Linked DNA regions of Rattus norvegicus: region 1 is linked to region 2. The links are chromatin contacts, called in public Hi-C maps. All regions are on one chromosome and are shown on one strand. Each heading gives the region's core, a stretch centred on a gene start, on an enhancer-like site or on the middle of the called end of the contact. The rest is flanking DNA. Distances are from core to core; before and after follow the strand shown.

Region 1 (2,830 bases), core at 162-2,661, 54 kb after region 2:
CTAGAGATGTGCTTACTAATCCTCTTTCCATGCTTTAGGATTAAAGGTATGTGCAAATACACTGCACCACAGGCCCACAAGTTTCTAATTTTTTTTTAAAAGATTTATTCATTTATCATATATGAGTACACTGTCCCTGTCTTCAGACACACCAGAGGAGGGCATCGGATCTCTTTACAGATGGTTGTGAGCCACCATGTGGTTGCTGGGAATTGAACTCAGGACCTCTGGAAGAGCAGTCAGTGCTCTTAACTGCTGAGCCATCTCTCCAGCCCACAAGTTTCTATTTTTATTAAGGCTTTTTAAAAAAAAAAAAAAACAAAAAAAACCTTGTTCTAAATGACTAGTATAAATTTATTTAACTGGGAAAAAAATCTTTGGATTCAAACTTGTAGGATTTTGTTTTTCATTTGAGAGTGACCATGTTACATGGAGAGAAAGAGTATACAGCTTTGCAATGTGTTTCCTGAACATATTAAAATAGTCTTCCTGGGGTTGGGGATTTAGCTCAGTGGTAGAGCGCTTAAGGCCCTGAGTTCAGTCCTCAGCTCCAGGAAAAAAAAAAAATAGAGAGTCTTCCAGTTCACTGTAGATGTTTCTTTGGTATGACATTTAATTTTTTTTCATAATAAAAAAAATAGGTTTGTTCTTTGCAGTGGTTTTCATACAGTTCAAAGCCTGGGTTTATCCTGGGCCTATTGTCTATGTATAAGCATCTGTCAGTGTAGTTTATGGCTGTGTAGCAATCTGCTGTCTTGGTTTTGTCTTAAATCGTAACTCCTTGGATTTTATTATTCTCAAGTTTTGGGAGATACTTGTAACATTTTAGATGAGAATATTTTGTGGAAAGTGATAGTCTATAGGAGTCAGGGTTCTGAGTGGTAGGATGTTTCAGGGTCCTAGAACAAACAAAAGCAATTCTTTACCTGATATGTGTGGGAAGTCAGAGCCTGACCTCTAATCTTTAAAACTTAAAAAAAAAAGTTCTTTGGTACCCTTAAGACCATGATTACTTTATTTAAGTCATAATTCAAACTAGTTTGCTACATATTAGAGCAACAGAAGCAGACAACATCAGGTTCCCCCCCCCCCCCCCTTTTCTTGATAGCAGTGGTGTTCTGTTAAGTGCTATGAGCAATGCAACATTTGGCCAGCTTCATCAAGGAGAAACTTTGCTTATTGAACAGAAGGACAATTGTTGTAATTGTAGATGCCTTTTTTGAGGCTTAGAAAAGTTGCTGCTTTTCTCAAACCTTTTATTTAACAACATGATAAATATCTATAGATATGAGTAAGAAGAAAAAGCTAGTTGTAGCATTTTAGACTTTGAAAGTGAAAAGCTTCCACCGTTAACTGGAAGAGTCTGCTGTAGCAGAGTGAAGCCCTAGTGGGTGTTTGTGGTGCAAACCAAAGATCACTTTGACTTCTTACTTCATAACAGGGGATGATACGAAGATGTAGTTGTTTGCTTTTGTTTTATGTCCTGGACTTCCAACAAACTTCTCTAGTTTAAATATTATAAAACCAAAGGTGTACTTATTGGTTTGTTTTGAATTAAACAGTAGAGGGGGAAAGTACATGGTTAGCAAAGAGTTAACCAAGGAGGCCGTCTCTGCTGGCTTCATACAAGTAGGATTCCAGATCTGCGCTTGAGAGAAATCCATTCCACTTTTTTTAGGTGGCTGCTGTCTGTCGGATCTACTTTCTTTAATGGGGCTTCCTTCGATCGATCTCCTCCTCTTTCTTATTATTTTCTCCCTCCCAACCACCCTCCCTCTCTCTTCCTCCTTTGCTCTCCTCCTGTGTGTGTGTGTGTGTGTGTGTGTGTGTGTGTGTGTGTGTGTGTGTGTGTGTGTGCGCGTGCGCGCGCGCGAGAGTGCCTGCCAGCTCGCCTGTGTTTGTGTATGCAGTCTCATAGTCATAGGAGAACTTGTAAGAGAATTGCAAGGAGACTTTTTAAATTAAAATTAAAATTTTTGTTTTTTTGAGACTGGGTCTCTCTATGTAGTCTTGAATGTCTTGGAACTGGATATTATACTAGGCAGCCTCTGTCTCCTAGATGCAGGAATTAAAGGGGTCTTAATAGCTATGTATTTATCAAATGTTTTCTTTATATATTTAAATTATTTAATTTATTTTTATGTACCTGCATGTATGTCTATGTGAGGATACCAGATCCCCTGGAACTGGAGTTATAGACAGTTGTGTTAGCTAAGAATTGAACCTGGGTCCTCTGGAAGAGCACCAGTACTTTCTTAACCCAGCCATCTCCCCAGTCATGCCTGTTTGTTTTCTCTTGTGCTGTTGCTGCTCCTGCTGCTGTGGGATATGGTTGGAGGATTTAACTAATGGAGAGCTTGCCTTATTATGCTGGGAGGTGATGCTGAAAATTTTCTTCTCAAGTGGTATTAGATTGGCAGGGTTATGTGATTAATCTTTCTTGATATTTAATTTGTTTGAGACATGGTTTTATATATCCCATGTTGGCCTTGAACTCATTGTTTAGCCAAGGCTGGCATCAAAGTTCCTTATCTTAATGCATCAACCTTTTGATCGCTATTGGGATTACAGGCATTCATCATTAAGTTCAGCCCTCAATTCCAGTTACGAATGAGATATGTGTGTATATGTACTTCCGGGGCTGGAGAGATGCCTCAGCAGCCAGGAGCACTGTTCTTCCAGAGGACCGGGCTTGATTGCTTGTACCCACATGGAGGTTCACATCTGCTTTAATTCTAGTCCCAGGGCATCTGATGACTTCTGGGTACATAGGCAATGTATACCTATAGTGCAAAAAAAAAGACCCAAACACATAAGATAAGACAACCAA
Region 2 (2,700 bases), core at 85-2,584:
CTTGTATTATCCCACGGTAAAGACTGACCACAGCACTGAGCACCAGCAAGTTCTGGGCTCTGTTCCCAAGGAGATGGGAGAATGAAACAGCTTCAATAGGAAAAGACTTCAAAATCCTGAAAATTAAAAACGAAAAAGAGGTGTGGCCCAGCGCCTGTCACCTGGGTTAAGAGTGCTTGCTGCTTCTTCCAAGGACCCAAGATCGCTTCCCAGCACCCAGAGCTGGCTCACAACAATCTGGAATTAACTCCAGCTCCACATACATAGAGGGGGCATAAACAGACACATAGAAAGAAAGACAATGTTTAATCCCAGCGGTAGAGAAGCAGAGGGATCTCGGAGATTTCAGTCAGCATGATCTATGCAGGTGAGCTCCAGGCCAGCTACATGAGACCTGTCAAGGGCGGGAATGCCTTCCATCCCTAGAAGCCACACGCTAAAAGAACAGGATGCCCACAAGTTGTCCTCTATCCTTTATGCTCCCACAGTGGCACAGGCCTTCCACCCCCAAATAATAAAAGTGTTATAAAATAAAATAAATCATACATAAACATTTTTATATATTTGAAGGCAGAGGATTCTTAACCAAATTGATTAAAGGCAGGAGCAGTAATTCCCTCTGGAAAATTAACTGTCTGTAAAAAAAAAAAAAAAGTTATAATGAAAAGATAATAACTTCACAATAAAGACCTGTCTTGCTGAATTTTAATTTTTAATAAGGTTGGACTTCCGGTTCCTAGTAATGCTACATGGTAATAAACATGAAAACCCAATCTTCAAATGTTAATGCTAATTTAGTAGGCTTGTTTTTTATGTTTAATTTAAAAACTATTTAACCAAACTTAAGATTAATAGGAATGAAAGAATGTCAAGAGTGGGAGGGGCTTCAAAAGAACTACAAAAAGGTTATAAAGGCTATTTTAAATGTACAAAATTTATATCTGTGCATATTGCAATAAATGTGCCTTCCATAAAGGCTAAAATTTTAAGGCAAAACAAAATTCTTTCACTGAAGAACCACTCATTTGGTTTTTAAAATACTGAATAGAAAATATTCATAAAATATTCATTGGTTAAAGTACTGTGTTCGTACGAAAATGCAATTTTTTAATCTGTCGTTTCGCTGTAGAGTACTGTAAGCTTTCAAATAATTAGTGCAGAATTCCAATATAGTATTGCAACCCAGCGTCTGTGGCCATGTCACCTTTAAGTGTGTGCAGTTTGAAAGAGCAGAGTTGGGCATTGTTAAAACAGCGTCCCGGTGTCATGCGGGGACATTCTCATCATCTGAATGAGCGAGTGGGAGAAGGGCCCCGCCGCGGTCCCCTAGGCAGCGACGCTCTGGGCGAATAAGTGTACGGGATGCTGCGTAACAGTGGCTGGACACCGGCGCCATTGTGAGGTCGAGAGCGCGGATCCGAACCTGTTATACTTCTCTGTGAGGCGGATTTGAGGCCCTTGGGCCGAGGTCAGGTCCGAGTGCAGGACAGGTAACTGCAGGAGCCCGATCCCTCCGCGACAAGTAGTGCGCTGTGCGCTTTCCCGAGCCCACGGCCGGAGCAGGAGACCGCGGATCTGGCTCCGGGCCGATCGGTGGGCGCGGGCCCGCGGGCTAGGCGGCCTTCAGCAGCCCCGAGGTTGGAGCGGGCTTGTTAACGGCAGGTGTCCGCCCCGCCCCCACCCCCGCGGGCAGGAAGAGGAAGCGGAGCCGCTGGGCCCCAGGGCCACCCGCAGGGCCTCGCGGGGCGGGAGCGCCGGAGCAACAAGAAGCGCGTGACCTAGTTCGTCCCGAAGTGGACTTGACAGGTTGTCATCGCGGCTCCCCGCCCCCACTGCCTTCCGGGTCTGGCTCCCCCTCCACCCTCGAGCTCCCATTGGCCTCACCCAGGCCGTACTCCCTACTATTGGCTTCACACCAGGGGCCACGCCCCAACCCAGCTCGCCCTGCCATTGGCCACGTGTTCCTAGAGTCCCCGCCCCCAGCCTGGCTATCCCTCCCTTTGGCCTTGCGTCGCCCCTCTTTCGGCTCGTTCGCCTATTGGCCTCTCGCGCCAGGCGCCCAGCCTCCTACGGTCCGCGGCGGATCCCAGCTGGTCCCTGTTGAGTCTGTTCCCGCGGACATTCCCGGTTTCTGTCAGCTTTTCTCCCTCTTAGCTGCGTTGCTTCCTGCTTCCTGCGGGTCTGGGATTCCAGGCCTCGATACCTGGTCCGGGTCCCCAAACTCAGTGCAGCTGCGACCGACACTTGCCTCTGGACCCCGCCCCGCCCCTTTCAACTCCTTCTCCTCCCACTCCCCACCCCCTCCCTCCGACGCACACCGCCTTCATTCCCTCACAGCTCCTTAAGCTCGGCTGAGTGGAATAGACCTCATTTCGAAATCAGGGAAAGAGAGAGGTTAAGTGATAACGTCAACATTAATACTAACTGGTTTTGGTTCCAGAAAGGGAACATTGAACGAACTGGATGGCCCAGATCATTTTTGTGGTTGTTGTTGTTGTTATAAGTGGTAGTGATTTTCTTTGGATGTGTGTTAGGTTTGGAGGGTTTTTTGAGACAGGATCTCACCTCTCTTTTTTTTTTTTTAACTGACTGGTTTAGAACTCTCTAGTTACATGGTACCTGGTATGACTGCAGAAGCCAGAGAGGGCGCCGGGTTCCTTGGAACTGCTGGTTGTAGGCCACCTGACTTGGGTGCTCCTC

Evidence for each region. Hi-C and Micro-C count contacts between places; a contact is called where the count stands out from the background.
Region 1: a Hi-C map of liver shows a contact between it and region 2, with 4 times the contacts expected there. The contact joins two enhancer-like sites. A contact is called at or near these places in 5 of 12 Hi-C or Micro-C datasets (the A7r5 cell line, hepatocytes, liver and 2 more).

The regions. Positions count from the first base shown.
Region 1 is chr4:10,378,905-10,381,734 of GRCr8, forward strand. All of the region lies in intron 1 of Kmt2c (lysine methyltransferase 2C), which reads left to right. Among named protein-coding and RNA genes, the nearest start is that of Kmt2c, 26 kb to the left of the region's middle. Within about 2 kb of position 1,412, at least 29 of the 93 cell types and tissues checked have an H3K27ac peak or open chromatin away from gene starts, as enhancers often do. A contact at or near this core is called in the A7r5 cell line and liver, where this site is marked.
Region 2 is chr4:10,324,722-10,327,421 of GRCr8, forward strand. No RefSeq gene overlaps it. Among named protein-coding and RNA genes, the nearest start is that of Cct8l2, 15 kb to the right of the region's middle. Within about 2 kb of position 1,335, at least 59 of the 93 cell types and tissues checked have an H3K27ac peak or open chromatin away from gene starts, as enhancers often do. A contact at or near this core is called in the A7r5 cell line and liver, where this site is marked.